Linked DNA regions of Ovis aries: regions 1 and 2 are each linked to region 3. The links are chromatin contacts, called in public Hi-C maps. All regions are on one chromosome and are shown on one strand. Each heading gives the region's core, a stretch centred on a gene start, on an enhancer-like site or on the middle of the called end of the contact. The rest is flanking DNA. Distances are from core to core; before and after follow the strand shown.

Evidence for each region. A called contact is a pair of places that touch in the nucleus more often than the background predicts.
Region 1: a contact with region 3 is called in a Hi-C map of hypothalamus, with 4 times the contacts expected there. The contact joins the enhancer-like site here to the promoter of ATOSB in region 3. A contact is called at or near these places in 5 of 16 Hi-C or Micro-C datasets (blood, hypothalamus, liver and 2 more).
Region 2: a contact with region 3 is called in a Hi-C map of hypothalamus, with 6 times the contacts expected there. The contact joins the enhancer-like site here to the promoter of ATOSB in region 3. A contact is called at or near these places in 9 of 16 Hi-C or Micro-C datasets (hypothalamus, liver, mixed tissues and 5 more).

The regions. Positions count from the first base shown.
Region 1 is chr2:52,936,228-52,940,080 of ARS-UI_Ramb_v3.0, forward strand. It overlaps RUSC2 (RUN and SH3 domain containing 2), which reads right to left. Exons shown (of 14, transcript XM_060409249.1): 5 at 67-729. Among named protein-coding and RNA genes, the nearest start is that of CIMIP2B, 17 kb to the left of the region's middle. Within about 2 kb of position 1,759, at least 14 of the 54 cell types and tissues checked have an H3K27ac peak or open chromatin away from gene starts, as enhancers often do. A contact at or near this core is called in hypothalamus and liver, where this site is marked.
Region 2 is chr2:53,010,213-53,014,364 of ARS-UI_Ramb_v3.0, forward strand. LOC101109422 (phospholipid-transporting ATPase FetA-like) reads right to left here. Exons shown (of 28, transcript XM_060409312.1): 22 at 3,995-4,152; 23 at 2,159-2,382; 24 at 819-902. Among named protein-coding and RNA genes, the nearest start is that of RUSC2, 18 kb to the left of the region's middle. Within about 2 kb of position 1,384, at least 10 of the 54 cell types and tissues checked have an H3K27ac peak or open chromatin away from gene starts, as enhancers often do. A contact at or near this core is called in hypothalamus, where this site is marked.
Region 3 is chr2:53,360,672-53,364,768 of ARS-UI_Ramb_v3.0, forward strand. It overlaps ATOSB (atos homolog B), which reads left to right and starts at 1,365. Exons shown (of 9, transcript XM_027964453.3): 1 at 1,365-1,481.

The DNA.
Region 1 (3,853 bases), core at 509-3,008, 420 kb before region 3:
GAAATCATTCAAAGGGGAGGTAGACTGCCTAGGGTAGGAAAGGGGGATGGGCAGTGAGCTTCATACCATTACTGGGCCTGGAAGCCATGCTGCCCTCGCCACCTCCCCGGACCAGGCTCTCCGCTCGGCTGAGGCTAGATCTCCAGGAGCCCAGAGGAGGCAAACTTCCTGTCCCATGGAGCCGGTACTCAGCCAAGGTCAGTATCTTCGGATCCTCCTTCTGCGGCTGCTGGGAGACGGCAGGCCGGACAGCAGGAGGACAGGAAAGGCCCCATGGAGGTGGGCTTTCTGTGGCTGTGGCCTGCTCTGGGAGAGGGGAGCACGAAGTGGAGGCCGAAGAGTCGGTGCTGGGCCCAAAGGGGCCAGTACTCCGGATGGGGGAGTAGCTGCCCAGGGGCGACGGCCGCGAGGTCTCTGGCTCAGGCCTGGCTTTCCTGGCACCCCTGTGGGTGGGCACCTGTGGCTCCCCTGAAGGAGCTGGGCCTGGGCCTTGAGCAGCGGGGGCAGCTGCGGGGGCAGGCTGCGGTGCACGGTTGCAGCCCGAGAGGCTGTAGAGCTGGGAAAGGCTGTGCAGGGCCCGGGCCTTGGCCAGCTGCTTGGGGAAGTGGTGCTGGAACACGAACGGCTGGATGGGCAGCGTGGTTGGCCTCTGCTCCTTGCTGTAGCGAAGGACCGGTCGGCTCTCAGCACCACCCCCTGTGGCAACAGGGATGGAGAAGGAATCAAACACTGAAATCACATGAGAGGAAGCAAAGAAGCAGTCAGGAGATGATGCTCACCAGGGAGAGTAAGAGAGGGGCAGGACCTGGGCTGGAGGAGCTGAGTAGGGTAGGGGTAATTGACTGTGGAATGTGCCACTGCTTCTCCCATCTTCTCCTGGTGTTTTCATAACATTGACTTGTCTCTTGGCTGTTCAGCCCTCTCTTCTTTTTCTTGACTTCAGATGTGGGTGCATCTTAAGGCTCATTTCTTATATTTGCCTTTACACTTTCTTCCCTGCATTGTTCTATTCAGACAGTCATATAGGTGACTTCTGAACCCATGGCTTTAGCCTCAACCTTTCTCTTATCTCTAGATCATTCTGCTTTAGGTTTCTGTTTCCAATTAAAATTTGCTATTTAAAATACCTCATTCATTCTCCTGATGATTTCCATTTATGCCAATGACAGAACCACCATTTTCTTTGTGAAAGTGAAAGCGTCAGTCACTTAGTCACGTCCGAGTCTTTGCGACCCCCAAGGACTGTAGCCCGCCAGGCTCCTCTGTCCATTGGGATTCTCCAGGCAAGAATACTGGAGTGGGTCACTGTTTCCTCCTCTGTATCTAAGGTCTAAAGGCCTGGAGTCAGTCACATACTTTCAGTGTCAAGATGTCAATTTACTTCAAGCTTTCACCCATCATCCCCTCCTCAACTACAGCCCACATATTTCATTCTTGATCAGATCTAACCATAATAAAATATTTCTTTACTTGCTGCCAGAATCAGCTTCCTGTCACCCAATCTACCCCAGTCATACTCTTTCACTGATCCTAGCATTGGAACCCCAGAGTCCGTATCTGCTCCCTCCACACAGAGGCGTGTTTCCCAAGGTTGGTCCTCTCCTGTTCTTTCAGCCAATCTTCTAGTCCGTGTCCCACAAAACATGTGTCTCAGAACTAAACAGAACACTCCACAACACCGCACAGAGGCAAAGTCTTTGCGTATGGGCTGTGCTTCTAATTAAACACCGCGCACTGTCAACACCCGAATAAACACAAGGTGGCGCTATAACCACCCAATCACCTGAAACCCTGGGTGTGGCTCACTCGCACCCTGGGTTCAACAGCTCTGAAGCAGGAATTAGTATCCATTGTTATAAGACCTGGGTATTGGAAATTTAGAGATTAAGTCGTTTGCCCAAGGTCACACAACTAGGAAGTGACACAGCTAGAATTCTGCCTAAGTCAGAGTTTGGCTTTGGGACTAATGTTCTCTCTGCCACATCGCACCACACAGGAAATGGTATCAGGCTGGGTTTTCCTGCTCCTTGTCTTTCCGCATTTATTTACTTCGGCGAGTCTTAAGGGGATGGGGACCACAACCCCATAAGGCAGGTGTTTCAGAACCACTCTCAGGAGACATTTTCAGACTATACTCTCCTGCCAGTCCCAGTCAGGGCTTAGCGAACAGCCCTTGTCAATCTCCCTTGCTCACTATGCTCCAGTCATACCTTCTTTGGTCCTTAAACATGTCAAGCTCATTAACATCTTGGGGTCTTGTGTTCCTTCTGCCTGAAATCAGCTAGGCATCAACTCAAGCACCACCTTCTCCTCAAGACCTTCTCTGATTGCCCCAGTGCCTCGGGCAAGTCATGCTCTCAACACCCTGTTGTATTTCCTTTTTAGCCATTTCTCACTGTCAGAAATTATCTTATTTGTTTATTGTCCATTACTCCCTATTAGGGTTCTGGAAAAGCAGGGATTTTTAAATTGTTCCCTGCTGTATCTCCAGTGCCTAGAATAGACCTTGGTATAAGGTAGGTACTGAATAAAAGACATGAATGAATCCTCACTGTCACCCTTGGTTCAGTATGGTCTCGCTGCATCCAAATCTTACACGGACCAGCTCACTTCCTAGAACACCAGTTCTATTTCCTGTGGCTCTGCAGCCCATAGAACAAAGTCTAATCTCAGGCAAGTTGGTGGCCACACCTGTGGCAAATGCGCTACCCTCCCCATTGACACGGCTCTTCCCACCACCCCTTTCCCATTGCTTTTCTGGCTGGGAATGCCTTCATCCTCTCCACTTATTTAAATATCAAATTTCAAGCCTGAGCTGACCCTGGCTGTCAGATTAGGCCCTCCCAACCTCAGCCTTACTGTACATGCTATACGGAGTACGTTTGAATTAGTCTATTCCTACTCTTTTAAAAATCCTCCCTGCTGAGTTCTCAGGGTAGGTTTGAGGCAGAGGAGGAAGACTGGGGAAGGGGGAGGGGTGACTCCAGTGGGGAGCGGGTGTTATTTCTACCCTCTGGGAGTACAGGGGACAAGGTTTCTCCTGTTCTTTGAGACAGCCCTTAGAAACACTGGAGATAGAGATCGAATTCACTCAAGTCCATGTTGCAGGCAACAGAGCCCCAGTCCCTCAGTGCCCTCTTAAAATGGAGCGCCCAGAAGCCCAGGTGGGCCCTAAGGTTCACAGGAGCGGAGGGGACTATCAACTCCTCCCTTCTGGAGTCTACAAATGAATCCAGCCATTTTAACTTTTTAGAATACCTTCCTAACTGCTGACTCATTCTGAGTTTGCAATCAATTATTAATAAATATCCCAAATCAAGAAGAACACTTACATATCAAAGTTCATATTGGTCCTTGAAAGAACAAAACGTTTTTTTCCAGACTAGACAAAATCCTTTCAAAATCTAGATTCTGCTGCTCAGAATCTCAAAGAGATCTCACTTCTTTTGTCATTCATGAATTCATCATTTTTTGATTGAAAACAAAAAAGTTGTGCAGAACAAAAAGAAAAGCCCTATGATAGGTCACTGGAGATTTATGGAACAAAAGTCTTATATTATTATGAAAAGTCTTATCTGATAGCAAAAACACTTTTAAAGCCTCTCCTCCCATATCTGATCAGGACTGACCTTGTCCTCAGAGTGCCAGCCAAGTACTGTCTGGGCCCAGATATACCCAGCAGGCACTGCAGTCTGAGAAGAGGGTGGGTTCAGAAGACTCTGGCTAATCCCTGCCATTTCTGAGCCCCCTCTGCCCTAGAGACCTTCTTGCATTTCTGGGGCAGTTCCTCCATGTGTGTTTAGGAGCCTGAAGTCATCTGATATACTGCCATCTCCCAAACAGCACGTATAAC
Region 2 (4,152 bases), core at 134-2,633, 350 kb before region 3:
CTTCATCTCCTAAATCTAAAACTCTGGGTAACAAGGATTGAGGCTTGTTTTGAGAGGTTGTGGATCCCTAGATTTAGATCACTGAAGCTATACGGGACTGCTGAATGACAGAACTCATCGTCTTGCTGCTCTGAGGCTGGCAGCTACTTCACGGAGAGTTTCCTTCCTACCCTGATGGAAACCAGGAACCATGATCCCATGATGTCCTCTTTCAGCCACTTTATTTCTCTTTGGAGGCTCCCTTTTTGTTCCAGGTACCCAGGACTGGAGGTTGGGTAGAAGAGGGAGGGGTAGGGCACCAGGACCCTCGATGCCCAGGGAAATTTCCAAGAGGACTAGGCAGTACCCCCCAGGCTGACTCCCTACGATTTGAGGAATCATACCCATACTCCAAGCTTGGCCTTGAGGATTCTCGCCTAGGCCTCACTGCACTGGCTTATCCCATTATCTCTTTATGGGTCTATCCTTTCTGGAGCTCCTTGATTTACCTAGTCCTGCCCCAACGACTATTTCCTTCCACTTTTGTACAGACTCCATTTACTGCACAGCACAATGTCTGTGTTTCTCTCTATGAAGAAAAACTTGACACAGGAGAATTTGGGTTTCCACAGCCGATGATTATTCTCTGTGGCAGAGGATACTTTACTTTGTCCAACGATACCTCTCTAGGTGGTGAGCTCCCTCCCTTGCCCTATAAATGATTCTATTTACATTTGACTTTGGAGCCTATCTCTTGGCTGCTGCTGTCCTCTTCATTCCAGGGAATATTCTTCAAGGGGCCAGGGGCTTCAGCCTTGACTAAGAGGTTTGTTGCTTACCTGATCAAACAGACTCAAGCCCAGGACAGGGAGGGAGGTGTAGATCAGGTTGTAGAAAGTGATAAACCAGGTATCATAAACCGTCTGGAAGAACACCAAGGAGATTTCTTAGGAGGTTTCTCTTTTCCAAAGTCTCAGCACTACCTCTCAGCTTTAAGAGAACCCCTTCTGCCCTCCACCTGCCCACCACCGTGATAACCTAGAACATGGTTTGGATTTCTGAAATCTGACTGAGAAAGCTGACTGCAGACTCTGGTCCCTGGGCCCTAGGCTGGGGCAAGGCCACATTACACTTGTTTGGCCAATCTGATGAGGCTGATTTAGACCAACTCTACCATGACCTGTACTGCTCCTCTCTGCATGGAAAGGACCCAGAGTGGCTGCTAGGGAACGCTGAGTGTACCCCTGCACTCCCAGGCATGTAAGCCTCTGTGTTCTTTATCTGCTTTACGGCATTCAGTAGCTCCTATAACCCTGGACACCTTCTAACACTGGCAAGCAGAACAGACCCATGAGCCTACAGTAGGCTACTTTCTTTCCTAGCCACAAGAGGTCAGCAGTAACATGTACATATACATACACCTCCCACAAGCCAGACTGGTGTTACTAGACACTAGGGGCAGACAAGCTCACTATTGTCTGCTGACTGGTCTGTTTTCCTGGAGCCTAAGGTCACAAAGGTAATAGGGATCTCCCAAGATGATCGTTCCAGAGGTTGTTTCTCTTTGGGAATCCTGAGAAACTAATTATAGGAAAAAGGGAATTCTCATAGAACATCAACATCCAAGGGTTGCTTCTCCCCACTTCTGTGGAGATTTCACACTCATTAGAGCAACAGCAGTGTTTGGCAGGGTGGTATGTCTGGGTGAGGAAGGAGAAGTAAAGAGAAGCTGTGTTTCCAAGTGTGGCTACAGGTAAATGCCAGAACTGGCCCGTCTGGCAAGACCCAAAGGCCTCCTGAGGCTTAGCCTGTTCCATAAAGATTATTCTGGATCCTAAAAAACTCTCAGATCCAGGAATCTCACCCCCACCACCCCCATCTCCATTACATATGTTTGGAAATTCTAGGTCTCTATGTCATGGGAAAGATGAAAATATCTTCTGGGAGAGTTCTGTGGGTAGAAGTCAAGGCTGAGTCAGAGCCAGGACAGAGTTTAGAAGTCTAAGGTTAAGTGCAGGATTAGGAGATGGGATCATCATGGGTGAGGAGTAGAAAGGATGGATGGTGCCACGTCATACACAGGTCTCTAGAAGTGAAAAAGGGTCTGAACTGGCTGAAGTGGAGGAAGATTAGAGAAGACCCACTTGAACAGAGTAGAGAATGCCATTTGAGCACTTACCTGTGCAGAGAACCCGCTGTAGAAGGCATACCAGACGTGCACCAGCGTGAAGGCAAAGTTTTTGTAAAAGAAGTAGCTTAGAAACTTGCACATGCGATTATAGGACCAGCGGCCATGAACCAGGAGCAGACGCTGAAGATAGCGAAACTGGGAGAAGGCGTAGTCGCTGCTGAGCATGGCCTGCATCCCCTCCTGGCCACTGATGCCGACCCCAATGTGGGCAGCTGCAAAGGAACCCCGGGAAATTCTCAGCCTAAGAGCTTGCTCTCTGGGCTCCCTGCCTGGGAAGTGTGCGATTCAGGCTGAGATCGCGTTTCATGTACCTCTTATTTTACACCTGAAAAACACTGGTAGGCCCAGCTGAAGCGGTATTTACTTAATGGAGTCTTTTCTCCTTAGTGGATTTCCCTTCCCCCACAAGTCAGAAAACAGCCCCTTCATTCACACTTTGTTTTGGATGCTGCCCCTCGAGATTACCAGGTATGGCTAGCATTATTGTAGAAGTCTGTCCTTGATGGTCTTCGTACTTACTATAGCCATCTGGGCTCTCCCCTACTGCCAAGATCCTCAGGTAAAAAATTTCTTGTTATCTCCTGAGGCCACTTAAAGATTCAGGATGGATATCAGCCTAACACATTGTTTATTTATCTAAGTTTATCTAAGGAGCTAAACTTCAACTGTTGGGAGAACAGTGATGGACATACTTTGTTAGTAAGAAATTAGTTCTTCAGGAAGCTTAAGGTGTCTTTTTCTGGATAAAGCAAGGGAGACTCGGGTTCAATCCCTGGGTCAGGAAGATTCCCTGGAGAAGGGAATGGCTATGCACTCCAGTATTCTTGCTTACAGAATTCCATGGACAGAGGAGCCTAGTGGGCTACAGGTCATGGGGTTGCATAGAGTCAGACACGTCGAGCAACTAACACTTTCACTTTTATGCTTGATGGAAGATAAGACCTAAATTTCTAAAAGTTTTAATTGACCTGTGGTAGTATAGATTAAATGCTTTGATCTTCTGGTACATACCTATTACACTGCTTAACAGAAAAACTAAAACCTCTGAGGCCCTAAAAGTTAAAGAAGTTCTAGAAACTGGAGAAAGAGAGCAAGAATACTTCCTAGTGTTGAAACTGAGGCTGGCATATATGCTAGTGTCTTTAGTATGGGAGAGAGGTTGGGCTAGAGGACTCCTAGGTGTGATCATAGCTCACAGAACTATAAGCTGCTGGAGGCTAACAGTGTTCAGCTGAAATTAACACCAGTTTCAGCCATTTGCTTCTATTACTATGAAGCATCAGTAAGTTTGCTATTCTTCTCCAGCCAGGGGAGTCAGGGAAAGCTCTTGGGAATAATGCCTCAGAGAGGAAAAGATCCCTGGATCAGGCTGCACAGCTAATTCCCTGGTTGGGCAGCCCTGCTGTCTGCCTAACACTGCTCAACTCTACAGCCTTCAAGAAAGGAACCAACCATGACTCCGGTCCCAGGGTCCTTTCTGTGGGCTTTGATGCCATCTCAACAAGATGGGTGTTGTGGTTGCACAGCTTGTTCTCTGAGTATGTGCTTGTGTTCTTGTTGGAGCCATGGGTATCTGAGTGCATGAGTTACATGCATGAGTCTGAATGTGTGTGCACGACTGTATGTAATGCTGTATAAATAAGTGGGTATTCAGGTGCTGAGGAACATGAATGAAGTTGCAAAACAGTATAAATGTACAATACATACAGGAGATATGCAGGAGAATGAACCAGAAGCACAGTGCCACGCACATCCGTTTTGCCCATGGAAGAAGGAAAGGGTGAGCCCATGGCTAGGCACTACTGCCCCCGAGCCCTCACATGCCTTTGATCATGCTGACGTCATTGGCCCCATCCCCGATGGCCAGCGTCACCACCTTCTTGTACTTCTTCACCAGTTCTACCACCTGGGCCTTCTGGAGGGGCGTCATCCGGCAGCAGATCACCCCCTTGCACATGCACGCCGTCCGCAGCAGTTCCAAC
Region 3 (4,097 bases), core at 115-2,614:
CTGGTGGTCCAGTGGTTGCCCTTAGCCTTTCAATGCAAGGGGTGTGGGTTGGATCCCTGGTGGGGAGCTAAGATTCTGATGCCTCCCACCAAAACATCGAAAACATAAAACAAAAACAATATTATAACAAATTCAATGAAGACTTTTAAAATGATCCCGATAATAAAAAACCTTTTTAAAAATTTATTTTTTTAATCTAGTAATTTACCCAAATTTAGCTAGTAATCAAGTAATTTGCCCAATACAGCTAGTATAGTGTCCTTACCAAACCAAATGACTTCAAATTTGAGCTTTTTCCATGACACAAAACTCTTCCAATTTTACCCTCTATAAGGGGACGACAGAGGATGAGATGGCTGGATGGCATCATCGACTCAATGCATGTGAGTCTGAGTGAACTCCGGGAGTTGGTGATGGACAGGGAGGCCTGGCGTGCTGCGATTCACCGGGTCGCAAAGAGTCGGACACGACTGAGCAACTGAACTGAACTGAGCATTACAGAAGTATTAGAAAGACAATCTGAGCAGTTCCGTAAGAGCAGAACATTTTTTTCTTTTTCTGTTTTCATTTTGCCTAGCGCACCATTGGTGTTTAGTAAAGCCGCTTCTTAACTACTCACAGAAAGAAAGTCACAGAGATCTAAAGAATCTGAGACTTTGAGATAACTTTACCAGGTCCAGTCCATCACACAGCCATCAATACCTCCGACTCCATCGAGAAGCTCACTAGGCTCTGGGCTCAGAGCCACTCGGCTCTGCAAGGGACCTGGGATGCCATCTACCGGTGGCTCGTAAGCGTCGCTCTCCCCTGGACATATCTTGGGAACTCGTGGGGCTCCCGGGAAGTTGAAGACTCAAGCGCTAATTAAATTACAGAACGTGTGTAACAGTCATACAGGTTCAGTCGACTGAACAAAGCAAAGGCTCTACTTTGGCTCATAAAATTCACAGACTTCTCGCCGACCTACCTCCACAGCTATAGACCTAACTCTTACTGCCTGTCTCCTACACGCCGTAGGCTACAGAAAGTGCTCTTCCTCACAGACTTGAGACCCCGGCCAACCAGATTCCCGCATTTTCACAGAATTCTGAAGCTCTTTGCACTACTTTGCAAACCCTACAGATCTCCCCCATTAGGGCAAATACGCGCGCTAACCCAGATGCCTTCACTAAGAGGCTCAAGTTCCGCAGGCAGCTCACACCAGCTCGAAAGCCTGGGATGGCTCCAACCTGGTTCGGGCGCCCACAAGCAAGCGCTTTGGCGCAGGTTCTGGCTCCCCATCTCCGGCCGGATCCGGTCAGCCCAGGCCGCACACTGCGGACTGAGGCCCCGCCCCTTTAGACCTGTCATCACAGAAGCCGCACGTGGCCGGGGTGGGCCCTCAGGCGACCTGCAGCCATCACTTTGTCTCCTCCGCCATCCACTGGGGCCACCGCCGCCAATCAAAACCAGCGGTTCCGGGCTGCAGCGCCAGCGCCGGGGTGAGGCCAGCCAGAGAAGGGGCGGGGGGAGGAGAGGCTCCGAGATGGGAGGGGGCTAGCAGTGGAAGCGAGCCTGGCACCGGTTCTGCCAGCCTGGAATCCGAGGGGGCGGATCCTAGTGAAAGGCGAAGACCAGAAGGGGGCGGGGATCAAGGATGGGGCGGGGACCGGGGTGGGACGAAAGACAAGCAGAGGTTCTCTGTGGAGACGCCAAGAAGACGAGAAGGGGAGGAGCCAGAAAGGGGCAGGACCTGAATTACAGGGGAGGAGCCCCAGGAATTAAAGAATCTAGGAAAGGGGACGAGCCAGGGGAAGGTGGGAGGTGGGACAACGGAGAGGGTGGGTCGTGTCGTTGCGGGGGCGGGGCTCGGACCAAAGGGGCGAGGTTTGCAGGCCGAGGCTGCAGCTAGGGCAGCTATGTAACTGCTCCAATCCACTACCTCCCCAGTTGCAACGGGACTCGCGGAACTACAGGTGTGGGGCGGGTGCGCGTGGAAGAATGGACAAGTACGGGGGTGCGCTTGGGTAGACGTGAAGCGGGAGGATCATGTCAGGGAAGGAAAAGATCTGGAGAAATGCTGGGGTGGGGATGGAGTAAAACAGCTGGAGGAGGAGGAGGGGGGCTCACTGGGCTAAGAGGTGCTTTCTCCGGTACCCCTTGTGGGGGAAGGGCGGGAGTGCTTTGTGAGGCTGGGAAGTACAATGTGAGGGGGTGAGGTGAAGTGAAGGGTTGGAGATGATACTTGAGGGGGAGGGGATATGAAGGCGCTTTAGGGGAAAGTGGAGGGGGCGTTGTGTGATGGAGATCGGCTAGTGGTCCAGAGTGTGGGAGGGACTGTGTGGAGGAAGAAGGTGTGGGGGCTGTGGGCACTGTGTGAGGGGAAGGGGTTACAGGCCCCAGATGAGGAGGGGAGAACCCCTAGTGCCTTGAGAAAGTCTGGAGGCTTTGTAGAGACTCCAGGAAGAGGTTTTTGTACAGTGTCTCAGGGATGAGGGTGATGGGATTACTCGGGTGAAGAAGCCAGTCTGCAGTGTTCCTGGCTCCTCAGCTCCTAACTCCACCTTCAGGCCTGAGCACTCAGAGAGGATGCAGGCCCCACTTGCTACTAGAGCTTGTGTGACTGTCTCAGTCAGCTTTGGATCTGTCTGGCTGAGACTGGGATATTTTTCCCTTAGCTGGTGTCCCTGGGGACCCTTCCCCCCTTAGGTTCTGGGTACCCCTCACTGTAGTTCCTGTTCCTCCTAGAAGCTTGCCTTAGTCCCTGTCTTTCCCCTCCTCCCCCAGTTTGCCCTGCCCTTATGCTCTGGGTGTGCTCATTTCCCACTTCCTTCCTCGCCTGGGGCCTGGCCTGGTCCTTGCCTGTCTAGGAGCTGTGCCCTGCCCCAGACTTTGTACTCAGTGGCCAGAGACCTAGGTAACCAGCAGCAAGGCCCAGACCTCACCCTCACTGCTACCAAGGTCTCTCCCCACAGCCCCCCAAGTGAGTGGTAGATACCTTTTTACCACTTGCCACAAACTGATTTCTGCACACTTTTCCTTCTCCTGGGTAGGGAACCCTAATTCCCTCAAAAACTCTGGGCTTCTGTGGGAGAGGGAAATGGTCAGAAGTACTGAGGGTCTGCGATGCATGCTTTGAGAGGTCAGCCACTATTGTTGGCTGAACTGGGAAGGGAGGTTCCAGTTTCCACTGGGGGAGGGACAGGGAATGGCTCCCCACCCTCCTGGGTTGGAATCTGACTATCTGAACCAGACTAGGGCCTAGTCTCTGATTCCCTGAGGCGACTTGATTTAGCGCCAGACTTCTTTTTGCCCCTGGGCAGGCTGCAAGAGGGTGAGAAAGCCCTGCTTTCCACACCGTGGCTGAATGAGAGTGACAGTGTTGCTGAAAGGGGCCCCAAGCCAGTCTCCTCTGGCTGAGAGACTGGCTGGGGAGGGAGGGGGTGCCAAAGCCAGACAAAGCCGTGGGGTAGGGTGGGGTAAAGAAGGGCAGGCTGAAGCCTTTTGAGGAGGAGCTGATTGCTATGGCAACACAGCTTCCCAGATTGTCTCTCAGAGAGGCGGGCTTAGGGCGGACTCACTCCAGCTTCCTCAAGATTGTGGCATTTGTTTGAGTGGGTGGGGCATGAAGAGAAAGGGCATTGGTTTGCTATGCAGGGGCTGGAGTATATAGACTTTCTACTTCCTTACAAGCAGCAGAGCATCCAGATGCTTGGACCCATCCTCTGAAAATGGGTAAGAGTGAACAATAGCCATTAGGATTATAGCAGTATAAGGTCAGAGTTCTAGAGGCCTCAGTGGTAACTGTGTATACAAACTCATTTTACAGATTTGGAAATTAAGAAAGAAGAGACTGATATTTTCTCCAGGTCTCATAGTGAAAGACCAGGCATTGGGACCCAGGTCTTCTGAATACTCTTCACTCAGCCCAGGGGTCAATGTTTCGTTGAGCCAACATTTATTGAGCACCTATTATGTGCCAGGCACTGATACTGATTCTGGGAGTACTAGCATGAATACAACAGAGTTGCAGCTCTCATGGAGCTTGTATTCTAACCCAGGGAGAAAGAAATGTGTGTGTGGCTGCAGAGGGAGAGAAAGGAGAGGGAGGGGGAAAG